Regions from separate parts of the Triticum aestivum genome. Here region 1 is linked to region 2. Evidence: chromatin contacts called from public Hi-C data. All regions are on one chromosome and are shown on one strand. The core of a region is the stretch at or near the end of the contact, and the rest is flanking DNA. Distances in the headings are between cores, read along the strand shown. Region 1 holds the start of LOC123052957 (receptor-like protein kinase FERONIA). Region 2 holds the start of LOC123052949 (protein DEHYDRATION-INDUCED 19 homolog 2).

What was found. A called contact is a pair of places that touch in the nucleus more often than the background predicts.
Region 1: a Hi-C map of leaf shows a contact between it and region 2, with 3 times the contacts expected there. The contact joins the promoter of LOC123052957 here to the promoter of LOC123052949 in region 2. A contact is called at or near these places in 2 of 5 Hi-C or Micro-C datasets (both in leaf) and 1 of 1 datasets of contacts at active chromatin or transcription factors (leaf).

Annotation. Positions count from the first base shown.
Region 1 is chr1A:399,728,221-399,734,669 of IWGSC CS RefSeq v2.1, forward strand. LOC123052957 (receptor-like protein kinase FERONIA) reads left to right here and starts at 2,002. Exons shown (of 1, transcript XM_044476330.1): 1 at 2,002-5,309. The coding sequence starts at 2,355. The coding sequence ends at 5,033.
Region 2 is chr1A:399,453,669-399,460,086 of IWGSC CS RefSeq v2.1, forward strand. LOC123052949 (protein DEHYDRATION-INDUCED 19 homolog 2) reads right to left here and starts at 3,736. Exons shown (of 5, transcript XM_044476318.1): 1 at 3,479-3,736; 2 at 3,239-3,396; 3 at 999-1,076; 4 at 594-862. The coding sequence starts at 3,560.

The DNA of each region.
Region 1 (6,449 bases), core at 752-3,251, 270 kb after region 2:
CGACCAAGAAGACCGGGATATCTGCCTAGCCTTCGGCGGGCAACTCGGTGATGTAAAACCACTCTTGCTGCCACGCCTTCTAGCCAAGTCATCTTCTAGAGCTTACTGATCATGGCCCCACCGTAGTGTGGCTCGACGCGAAGGAATGCCTCGCGGACGGTGATAAACGCCGCAAGGTGCACTATGGAGTTCGGGGCTAGATGCTAAAAATCTAGCTCGTAGAAGAAGACGACCCCTCACAAAGGGGTGCAAGGGGAACCCCAGGCCTTGGATGAGGGGGAGACAAAGACTACCCTCTCCCCTTGCTTGGGAGTAGGGCTCCAGTGTCCGGCAAACGGCTCCGACGTGGTAACCCGCGGTCCGGAGCTCCTTGATGGTGCCCTCCGTGATGTTGAGGCCACCCACTTGCCCTTCAGATCGACATAGCCATCGCTGATGGGGGATGTGGGCGCTGGAAAGGGGCTTGGAAGTTTGAGAATGGATCTGGGGCGCTTGAGCTTTCGAGGCTTCGAGCAATGGCGCAAGAGATGGAAGCGTATGGGAAAGTAAGATTACCGCCCCTTGTTTTCATAGGCCAACAAAAGACTAAGACTCCCCTCGTGGTGCCGGATAAATCACCACGTTCTGGACTTTCATGCCGTTATGCACGCATGGGGTGAAACAATTCTTGATGATATCCCATAAAAAACGAAGCACGGTCTCTGCATTGATGGGACGTGACAATGAGAAAGTTGCCTTGGGTCGTGATTCGAGCTGCAATAATTGGCTCGCTTAAACGCCGTAGGGGGTGATGGTTCGGTAAAAGCTGCCAGGCGAGAGCACTGTTCACAGCTATGCGGCAAGCCTTTGAGGCTAAGCTAACTCGGGAATTCAGGTGCCGAAGAGTGGCCCTTAAAACATGTGGTCGGTGGGAAATCCCATTAAGTGGAAGCTCGATAATTGTTTTAAGTAAAGAAAATCTCGAGTTTACATGAAAGCCATCTAGAGAGAAGAACTTGCCTGCCAAGCTAAAGACTTTACAACTAGAAACGTTGGCCCGAGGATGTATCTGACGTCCTCGGCTCCGAAGACAAGTTCAGGGGCTACTGACAGTGTCACGGACTAGGGGTACCCACCTAGTTGGCCGACGGTCCATGGGTCGAGCTTACGGCCCGCCGATCTCACAAGGAAGGACTCCGTAAACTTCGAACCTAGGCGCGATCAGGACAAACACTGCCGAAGACTTGGCGTGTACTTCAAGTACTACCAGACTGTCGGCATGTTTATTCCTAGTTGGTAACCGGCCATACGTAACCCTAGATACCTCCGGTGTCTATATAAACCACGGGGTTTCATCCGCAGGGACAAAATCATGATTACCAGCTTTAGGGTTTAGAACACAACATATGATCTTGAGTTAGATCATCTTGTACTCAGTACGCAAGCAATATAATCAAAGCAGGACGTAGGGTTTAACCTCTTCAAGAAGGTCCGAACCTAGGTAAAACATTGTGTCCCTTCTCTCGTGTTACCCATCGTTCCAGATATACAGCTCGGGACCCCATAGGCGAGATCCACCGGTTTTAGTACCGACACCCTCCTCTTCCAATGCCGCCGCTATACCTCGCCGATCGCCACCCAGGCATTGCCGGACATCCGCAACCACGACCCACGCGCCCGCTCGCCTTGTACTACGACGCCGTCCACCTAGGATCCGTCCACAGCCAGGTACCTCCGCCCTCCTGTTGATGATGTCCATGACGATCACCACGCCCGACAGATGTTTGGTCAAATGCCACCGAGCTTATTTTCGAATATCATATCGTTTTTGAGAGTACGAAGAATGGTGGGATGGAGGACGAGACAGTGCACATCACGACCCGGAACCCATGTTAGCGGGGCCTACGCCCGCCTTCCTCCTCCCGCCGCGTCGCCCTCTCGCTTTCTCTGAGACGGCACTGATTGCGCTGCGCCGACCCCGTCGCTGGTGGGTCCCTTCACCCCGTTGCCCCGTTCCGGGTTCCCTGGCTCGGCTGGCTCACAGCTTGCATTTGGCAACAGCAGCAGCCTCAGCTCGGCTGGCCACCGCACCGCGTCCCTCCACCACTGACCCCCCGCTTAATGCCGCGCCCGTAGTCTCCGAAACCTCTCCCCCCCTTCTTCCTCGACGCCACCCTCCCCGGCCCTTCTCTCCTCCCCCGCCACCGCCACCACCGCGGCCGCCACTCCGCCCTCAAATCCCACCTCAGCCGCCGCTCGCAACCCCCACCCGCGCGTAAATCCGCCCCAGATCGGCGCCGGGGGAGCCGTTTGATGGGCGATCTGTGAGCCGCGACGAAACGCAGAGCGAGCTACACACAGCTCGCAGTCGCGCCATGGGAGGAGGCCCGAGATGCGCGCTCCTGCTGCTCGTGGCCGCCGCGGCCGCCGCGCTTGTCCCCGCGGCGTGGGCGCAGGACCCGACCGCGCCGGCGCCCTCGGGGGCCCCCTTCGTGCCGCGGGACGACATCCTGCTCGACTGCGGCGCCACGGGGAAGGGCAACGACACGGACGGCCGGGAGTGGCGTGGCGACGCCGGCTCCAAGTACGCGCCGCCGAACCTCGCCTCCGCCGACGCGGGGGCGCAGGACCCCTCGGTGCCGCAGGTGCCCTACCTCACCGCGCGGGTCTCCGCGGCGCCCTTCACCTACTCCTTCCCGCTCGGCCCCGGCCGCAAGTTCCTCCGCCTGCACTTCTACCCGGCCAACTACTCCGGCCGCGCCGCCGCCGACGCCTTCTTCTCCGTCTCCGTCCCGGCAGCCAAGGTCACGCTCCTCTCCAACTTCAGCGCCTACCAGACCGCCACGGCGTTCAACTTCGCCTACCTCGTGCGCGAGTTCTCCGTCAACGTCACCGGCCCGACCCTCGACCTCACCTTCACCCCGGAGAAGGGGCGCCCCAACGCCTACGCCTTCATCAACGGCATCGAGGTCGTCTCCTCCCCGGATCTCTTCGACCTCGCCACACCGTTCTTCGTCACCGGTGACGGCAACAACCAGCCGTTCCCGATGGACCCCGGTGCTGCTCTGCAGACCATGTACCGGCTCAACGTCGGAGGCCAGGCCATCTCCCCTTCCAAGGACTCCGGCGGGGCTCGGTCATGGGACGACGACACGCCCTACATTTACGGTGCAGGGGCTGGGGTGTCGTACCCGAACGATCCCAATGTCACAATCACCTACCCTCCCAGTGTGCCGGGATATGTGGCGCCACTGGATGTCTATGCCACGGCGCGATCAATGGGGATAGACAAGGGTGTGAACTTGGCCTACAATCTCACCTGGATAGTGCAGGTGGATGCTGGGTTCACATACCTTGTGAGGCTCCATTTCTGCGAGATACAATCCCCAATTGATAAGCCGAATCAGCGGGTGTTCAACATTTACCTCAACAACCAGACTGCCGTGGAAGGTGCTGATGTGCTCCAGTGGGTGGATCCGCGTAGTACCGGTACCCCATTGTACAAGGATTTCGTGGTCGGCACTGTGGGTTCAGGGATTATGGATTTCTGGGTGGCTCTTCATCCGGATATACGGAACAAGCCACAGTACTATGATGCTATTCTCAATGGGATGGAGGTGTTCAAGCTGCAACTTACTAATGGGAGCCTCGCGGGGCCAAACCCTGTCCCAAGTGCTGATCCAGCGGCGCATACCGGGCAAGGGAAGAAGAGTTCGCTTGTCGGGCCTATTGCTGGTGGAGTAATTGGAGGTTTGGCAGTGCTTGCACTTGGATATTGCTGCTTCATTTGCAAGAGGCGGAGGAAAGTGGCCAAGGATGCCGGCATGAGTGATGGCCATTCTGGTTGGCTGCCGTTGTCGCTGTATGGCAATTCACACACTTCAAGCTCAGCCAAGTCGCATGCTACAGGGAGTATTGCTTCATCTTTGCCATCCAACCTGTGCCGCCATTTCTCCTTTGCAGAGATCAAGGCTGCAACGAAGAACTTTGACGAGTCACGGATCCTTGGTGTTGGTGGGTTCGGTAAAGTTTACCAGGGAGAGATCGATGGGGGCACAACTAAGGTGGCTATCAAGCGTGGCAACCCCTTGTCTGAGCAGGGCATACATGAGTTCCAGACTGAAATTGAAATGCTGTCAAAGCTCCGCCACCGCCATCTTGTGTCGTTGATTGGTTACTGCGAGGACAAGAATGAGATGATCCTGGTCTATGACCACATGGCCCATGGAACTCTGCGTGAGCACCTATACAAGACCCAGAATGCGCCGCTTAGCTGGAGGCAGCGTTTGGAGATCTGCATTGGTGCAGCCCGTGGGCTGCACTACCTTCACACCGGTGCAAAGCACACCATTATCCACCGTGATGTGAAGACCACAAACATCCTCCTGGATGAGAAATGGGTCGCCAAGGTTTCAGATTTTGGTCTGTCCAAGACTGGGCCGTCGATGGATCACACACATGTGAGCACAGTTGTCAAGGGCAGTTTCGGTTACCTAGATCCTGAATACTTCCGCAGGCAGCAGCTCACCGAGAAGTCTGATGTGTATTCATTTGGCGTGGTGCTGTTCGAGGTCCTCTGTGCTCGGCCTGCCTTGAACCCCACTCTTGCAAAGGAAGAAGTCAGCCTGGCAGAATGGGCATTGCACTGCCAGAAGAAGGGAATTCTGGATCAGATTGTTGATCCCTACCTAAAGGGAAAGATCGTTCCGCAGTGCTTCAAGAAGTTTGCCGAGACAGCTGAGAAGTGCGTTGCCGACAACGGCATCGAGCGCCCTTCGATGGGAGATGTGCTTTGGAACCTGGAGTTTGCTCTTCAGATGCAGGAAAGCGCGGAGGAGAGCGGAAGCTTCGGCTGTGGGATGTCGGATGAGGAGGGCGCTCCCCTGGTGATGGCTGGAAAGAAGGATCCCAATGACCCGTCAATCGATTCAAGCACCACCACGACCACGACAACTTCCCTAAGCATGGGCGACCAGAGCGTCGCGAGCATCGACTCGGACGGGCTGACGCCGAGCGCGGTCTTCTCGCAGATCATGAACCCCAAGGGGCGGTGAGGTAAAAATCCGGTTCTGCTTGTCGCCCTTCGGGCCTAATTTATTCATTCAGCATATTTTTCATGAATTTGTGCACTTGTTATCTGGCAAGTTATGGACTGGGGGTCAGAGAATTGTTTCATACTGTACCATTAGACATTTCTGCCTTGCCTTGTATTTTCTTCTTCTTCTTCTTCAGCGTTGTGATGACTCGATGCTTATTAGCATGTGTAATTACGGCCGCTGCCACGTGTTATTGACCCAGCAAGTAAATACTGTATGAGAAAGTGATGTGCATGGCCTTTTCCCCTTTTTCGCCTTCATTCATGCTCCTTTCCGAATCCTGGTGATTGACACGGGATCGTCCATGCCCGTGTTGATGTTGATTGTTACCAGTCGTGCTCATTCATATGCCGTGTTGCATGTCGCCTTGTGTTCAATCACAAACTTCATTTTGCGGCGTCCAGCAGACAAGTAGTTGATGCTGAACCGGAGCTTGTGCCCAGCTGTTCACTTGCAGCTGTAGAGCACTGTCCAGTCTGTCATCTTGATGCAGTCAACTCACCTACTTCCAGCGATATACAGCAGTAGGAGTATATAATTTCTGCTCATCCAACTGCTTGTCTTCCATGTTATTCGATTACTATAAGCTTACAGCTGTGCACGTCTGAAGAAATTAGTGGAATCGAATAATTCTGGCTTCCAGCTGTTCCGTCGAGAGAATGAGCACTTGAATACTGCCTCCTATGATTCCGGTGTCCAGGTCTGTGGAGTGCGACTCGTCACGTCGTGCCAGCATCGTGAAATCTCCCAAGTGGACGGACGGACGGCATTGTTTCACTATTCCGTTTTGCTTGCCCAACCACACGTTTTGGGGTCGATGATGCCGCCCAACCCTAAATCATGTGCCGGTCTTGCTTCCTCTGCGTAGTGTAGGTCTTTGCCAGAGTTCCGTCTTTGCCCGGAGATCATGGAAGGAGTGAAGGAGGGTTGCCCAACTGTTTTGAGAGCAGGGAGCCACACGCAGAACACAACCGTATTATCCAGCTACGGCGAGCACAAGTTGTGCCTCAAACCACGAGACGTGTCGCCCTGTATCTCGTTTCTCCTGAATGGATGCCAGCGATTTTCTTCTCATTACAACTTGTCGTTCCTGCTGTGCTGTTACCCAGCTCGATTTCGTCCTTCTTGCAAAGAAAGAATCGGTCCTGTTCACATGGAGAGCGGGAAGGGGTCAGGAATACCACTTCAACGCCGCCCTCCCCGATCATGGAATACGACTGTTTCTTGTATCACTGTATCAGCACCTCATATTCCCACAATAAACTGCAGCGTGGCGATTGATGATCCATCAATGAAAATATGTTGGAATTGACCTAGACATGTCGACCTCACATTAGTAAAAACAAACGAGAAAGCTAAAATCCATACGGCAGG
Region 2 (6,418 bases), core at 2,486-4,985:
TAAATTCACCACAGACATTCAATCAAATATTTGATAACAAGAACTATTAAACTACAGCAAAACATACATTTCAAAACTCAAAAGGTACAACTTGCCTACATTTGGTACTGAGAAATGATTTAAAAATTCTGATGAGCAACAAATCATCAAAAACCATAAGGCACATAACATTAATCATCAGTATGAAACATACGGATGGGTAGACTATTATGATATACGGCACATGATTAAGTTAAAGCTAGTGTTTTCTTGGACAAATATCTTCAAAATCAAATGATGCCAAGCAGATTAAAGAATAAATCATGCTCATACTAACAGCGTAAAAGGGACAAGTAATACGTCAAAAAGGCAACCACGTAACCATAACAGACAATGTACTATACAATTGATAACAATGACAAAAACTAATTGGCATCAAGGCTTTGCCATTTTATGCATGCTTAGAGGGCATAAAAAGCGGTACTGGCTATGCACAAGGACAGCGCACAATGTAGAATGTGGAAATCTATCATCCACTGAGCAGAGATAGTAGTATCGTGGCAAAGAAGGAGCGGAGTGAGGCAGCAGAAAGAACAAAGCTTGAGGTGACATACCTCTCTACGACCTTTTCATCTGGGAATTTATTTAGCAAAAATGTTTTGTCAGATGAGTCGGAACGAAAATCTTTCGATGGTTCAGCCACAGGCAAACTACAAATTAAAGATTGCAAAAATGGATCAGGGGCTGCAGCGGGAGGATTAGATACATAGGATGATCCACCAAGAAAGGACTGCAAACTGCCGTCTCTTAAATCCTTTCTCAACAAAGACAGCAAAGAATGGGACCCGGAAGATACTTTTCGGACTCTGCGCCTGCGTTGCATGTATTCTTCATTAAGGAAAGCAATGAATAAATTGTCTTCCAATAGAAACCATGTATTCTGAAGAGGACACATTGTAATATGGTAAAGTCACTAGTACTCATTGGCAGCAGTACAGTGTGAATAAAGAAAAGGATATCTTGAAGTAACTTCCATGCTGCATTGTCAAGTGGCCTATCAAGTCCACCCCAACCCTTGTAGCACAGATGGGGCATACCTGAAAGGTTAGTTCATAAAATTCCATGAGTGCTTATTATTTGAATTCATCAAACAGTTATGCTCACACAAGCAAGGACACAAGGTGAGCACGGTGTCACAATGAAGTCCTACAAGAAAAGAAAACTAAACTGCCAATTATGCCTAATACAGGTAAAAATGAACTACTCCCTCTGTCCCATAATATAAGACGTTTTTTGAAGGACAGAGGGAGTACGTTTTAGTTTAACTCTCTCTAGGCTTACAGTCCAAGTAAACTCAAGGTAACCCAGCAAAACACGCATTAATTTATATTCTAAGTGTAATAATAAAACAAGAAACTTAACTCTCTAGTGTCCCTAAACAGTAAATGTGAGTCCCAATGTAGAAAACCAGGTAGCAATCGCGAACCATAAAAAGTTAAGTACCACTCTTTTTATTCTATAGATAACTCTACTCCGCACCACACACAAATTAATCAGTGTACACAACTTTTACTCAATGAAATGTGCAAGAACCATGTATCCAAACTCTCAACTAACGAACATAGCTAGCCTAGCAACTATATCTCAAACAACATAACATATTTAATAATGCACGCCCTACTTTGAAGGAGAAGGATGATCTTCTACAATTCAGAGAGCTTAGAACTTGAGTTCTTAACAAGAAAAACAATTACTCAAACTGAAGAGAGGAATAATACATGGCACCTAAGAGGGCCCGAGACTAAGAACAGGAAACTAAAATTTTGTAAAGAGAAATTCTAAAAAGGAACTTGTATAGCCAGTAGCGAATCTATCAGGTGGGCTTCGACAGCCTAGCCTCTGATTTTTCCAGGAAAAAGGCATATATGCATAAGCAAAGCAATCATGGGAGATAATCACAAAAGGGATCATGTTAATACGTGTGGCATTGCCTACACAGTTCTGGGCAATGCAAGCGGCGCTTGGGCCTTAGTGCCTATGGCCCGCCCAACAGCTAGCCTGTGTTGAACCCCTCTCTCGTCATCGCGTGCCGCACAACACGTTGGCATCCAGAGGCCGTGTAGCAGGGGAGGCGAGCAGTGGCCTGTAGCTATACGAGATTTTCTTGATTCAAGCAACTTCTTTTCTTTCCAAATTCAGTATTAGTAAATATATTTGACTAGCTGAGATACTTCTTCGGTCCTAAAATATAGCACATGTTTCTCAAGATTATCTTTGATCAAGAATCTAATTGGTCAACCATATGTGGATTGTGTGATTCAAAAATGAGATTGTTGGAATCATGTTGAAATGAACTTTTGAATAATACCGATTTCGTATAAGTTAATCCAAAAATAATAACTGATTAGTCAAAGATATATCTCAAAAAACGGCACACCTTATATTTGAGACCGAGTCAGCTATATGGTAAGAATTTTACCAAAGTTGATGGTTGTTGTTGAGAAGTTACCACTTCACACTTTCATTGCTAATATTAGGAGAAAGTGAGGAATTTCGGTGATGTCATGATTATTTGATGATAAAATTTAAATTCAACAAACCTACATTTGATGTTTATTTCTTCGATTCGGATTAGTGTATTAAGCTTTGAGCATATTCTCCACTGTGTACTGACAATCTTATTGGCCAGCCATAACACAAAACTGTTTCAGCTAGTTGCATAACTCAACTCGAGAACCAACAATACCTAATACTCCTACAACCCAAGGGAACTACATTCCAAAACCAAACTGACCAAAGGAAAAATTCCCAAGAGCCATAAAGACTCCTGTAGGAACGCCAGAGGCCAACCACATCCCGCAATTCCAACCAGCAACACCATAAAGAAACTCTCTGTCAAGGGAGCAGGTTCCTAAAGTGTTCCAACGCAGCCACCCAAAAGGGAACTTGATTTCTACATTTCCAACCCGAACTACCACAGACAAACAAGAATTCTCCAGCAGAACATTCAAGAATCTCATCTTTTCAGCAATCTACAAAGCAGTAAACCTATTCCATATCAAAATTACAAGAACAATGGATTTTCCGAACCACTAAAACGTATGGGTTCCTTAATTGCACCATTATCAACATTTCCGTCCTCAAGCGTGACGCATCCTAACAATACTTGGCGTAAAATGTCCCATTTCGGCTAAAATTATCTCAAGGGCTCAAACGGGACCCGACCAAGCGAATCATCAGAAAGGGCGAGGCGACATACCCCGCTCTTGGCCTCGACGGCGTGCTCGTCGTCGATGTGGCAGCAGAGCCCGACGAAGTCGAAGTCCTCGCCGCAAAAGGGGCAGTTGTAGGCCTCCGCCCCGCGCGCCTCCACCTCGTCCCCGCCGGCGTCCGCGTCGTCGAACCCCATGTACAGATCTGACGTGCGACCACAGCGAAATCACGCATCAGCCCCAACGTCGAATTAAAAAGGCGAAATCAGCCGATCGATCGATCGTACCGTAGCGGGACTGCAGGCGCCTCGCGGCGGCGGCGGAGGAGGAGGTGGAGGAGGAGCGGCCCCACGCGTCACCGGAATCCATGGCGGAATTGGACGAAACCCTAGCCTCGCCTCGCCTCTCTCTCTCCTTTCCCCTTTGTGCTGGTGAATTCTTTTTTGGCTTTCCAGGCTTTTCTGTCCGCTCCTCTCTTTCCACTGCTTCGGTGTGCGCGCGAGCGAGCGTGCGGTGTTTGTTGGCCGTTTGCTCCGGTGTGGGTCGGTGCGTGTGAGTGATTGGAATGAATTATGGGACGGAAAGGTGGGGGGAGGGTGGTAGTTGGTGGCTGCCTGCACCTGGTCTACGGTGAGCCACTGGTAACTGCACGGTGGGGCCTCGCTGTCAGCGGTGGTATTTTTGGTGAGATTCTGTCACTGATGGTTGGTGCTGCGAAATGGTTGCAGCGTAGCAAGGGGGCTTAGGGCTACAAATGTGGGAAATCGGAATTTCTAGCGATTTGAGAAGTATTTCCTCATTCTATTTTCTCGGTTAAAACCAGATTAAAAACACAGTTTTTTGACTTTTCTGGATTAGTATAAATATATACATTCACGTACATGCAACCCAACAAAAAGGATTGGGGTTGTGAAGGAGCAAGAAGAAGTGACTAGATACAGAAGACACAAGAAGCTTCAAACGGTGACGGATGGCACCAACAACCGGCAAGGGTTGAATCAACCCGAGTCAAACCGACTTAGCCAGACATGGGAAAATTCGAACCAAGCCTTACTTATCACAGGCCCGGGACGCCTTGCCAGCCCAGTTGCCAGAGTCTACCTAAACCATCTCATGAACTTGCACGGATGCCCAATTCCCATGTTCCATCTTGCATGTTTCTCGATCCCCCGATGCCACACGCTTGTTGCCGCCGATGTCCCCGGCCTTCGTGTTAGACCCTGACAAACTAAAGCTCAGAAGATGCCTTGAAGTCACAAAATAGAGTGCAAAGTAGCAGTCTTATGATGAGAAAGTCTAGGGTTTGCGCCAATCTCTGGTATGCCAATTAAGGGTGTGTTTGGTTTCTGTCATCAAGTGGAACGGCACGGGTCGGGTCCTTCCCGAAGACCCATTCCTCGTTTGGATCGTCGAAGGAACCGGAACCAACCGATTCAAGGGAATGGCATATTCCCTGATTATTCATCCCAAGCGGTCTCTCGAAATCGAGCGGACCACGCGAAACCGCCCGTTCCCACGACCTCACTCCCCTGCTACACAGACCAATGAAGTCGCGTGCTACTTCTTGAGTTTGCGTTGGTTTTTTCCTTGAAGAGGAAAGGGTGATGCAGCAAAGTAGAGATAAATATTTTCCTCGGTTAGAGAACCAAGGTATCAATCCAATAGGAGACAACGCACAAATCACCAATACCTGCACAAACAATCAAACACTTTGCACCCAACGCGATAAAGGGGTTGTCAATCCCTTCAAGGTCACTTGCAAAAGTGAGACCCGATAAAGATAGATAAGACTAAACAAAAGATAAAGTAAATGTTTTTGAGGTTTTTTGGTTTATAGATCGGAAAGTAAAAGATTACAAAATAGTAGATTGGAAACTTATATGATGGAAAATAGATCCGGGGGCCATATGTTTCACTAGAGACTTCTCTCAAGATAGCAAATAATACGGTGGGTGAACAAATTACTGTCGAGCAATTGATAGAAAAGCGCAAAGTTATGACGATGTCCAAGGCAATGATTATGAAATATAGGCATCATGTCCGTGTCAAATAGACCGACTCCTGCCTGCATCTACTACTATTACTCCACACATCGACTGACTCCTGCCCACATCTAGAGTACTAAGTTCATGAAGAACAGAGTAACGCTTTAAGTAAGATGACATGATGTAGAGGAATAAACTCAAGCAATATGATGTAAACCTCATCTTTTTATCCTCGATGACAATAATACAATACTGTAGGATCGAAAGTATGTCTAGAGGGGGGTAATTAGACTACTTGACCAAATAAAAATCTAGCCTTTTCCCAATTTTAATTCTTGGCAGATTTTAGCAACTCAGCACAAGTCAAGAAAACAACCTACACATGCAATTCTAAGAGTATAGCAGCGGAATATAAAACAATTGCATATGAAGGTAAAATGGAGGAGTTTGGAGGGAGCAAACGCAACGTAGACACGGAGATTTTTAGCGTGGTTCAACCCACGAAGGGTAACGGTTGCGTGAGTTCACGAAGGGCTCCACCCACGAAGGGTCCATGAAGAAGCAACCTTGTCTATCCCACCATGGCCATCGCCCACGAAGGACTTGCCTCACTAGGGTAGATCTTCACGAAGTAGGCGATCTCCTTGCCTGTACAAACTCCTTGGTTCAACTCCACAATCTTGACGGAGCCTCCCAAGTGACACCTAACCAATCTAGGAGACACCACTCTCCAAGAGCTAACAAATGATGTGTTGATGATGAACTCATTGCTCTTGTGCTTCAAATGATAGTCTCATTGTTGTGATGCTATCGCAATTGCATATGAAGGTAAAATGGAGGAGTTTGGAGGGAGCAAACGCAATGTAGACACGAAGATTTTTGGCGTGGTTCCGATAGGTGGTGCTATCGTACATCCGCATTGATGGAGACTTCAACCCACGAAGAGTAACGGTTGCGCGAGTCCACGGAGGGCTCCACCCACGAAGGGTCCACGAAGAAGCAACCTTGTCTATCCCACCATGGCCATCGCCCACGAAGGACTTGCCTCACTAGGGTATATCTTCACGAAGTAGGCGATCTCCTTGCCCGTACAAACTCCTTGGTTCAACTCCACAATCTTGACGGAGCCTCCCAAGTGACACCTAACCAATCTAGGAGACACCACTTTCCAAGAGGTAACAAATGGTGTGTTGATGATGAACTCCTTGCTCTTGTGCTTCAAATGATAGTCTCCCCAACACT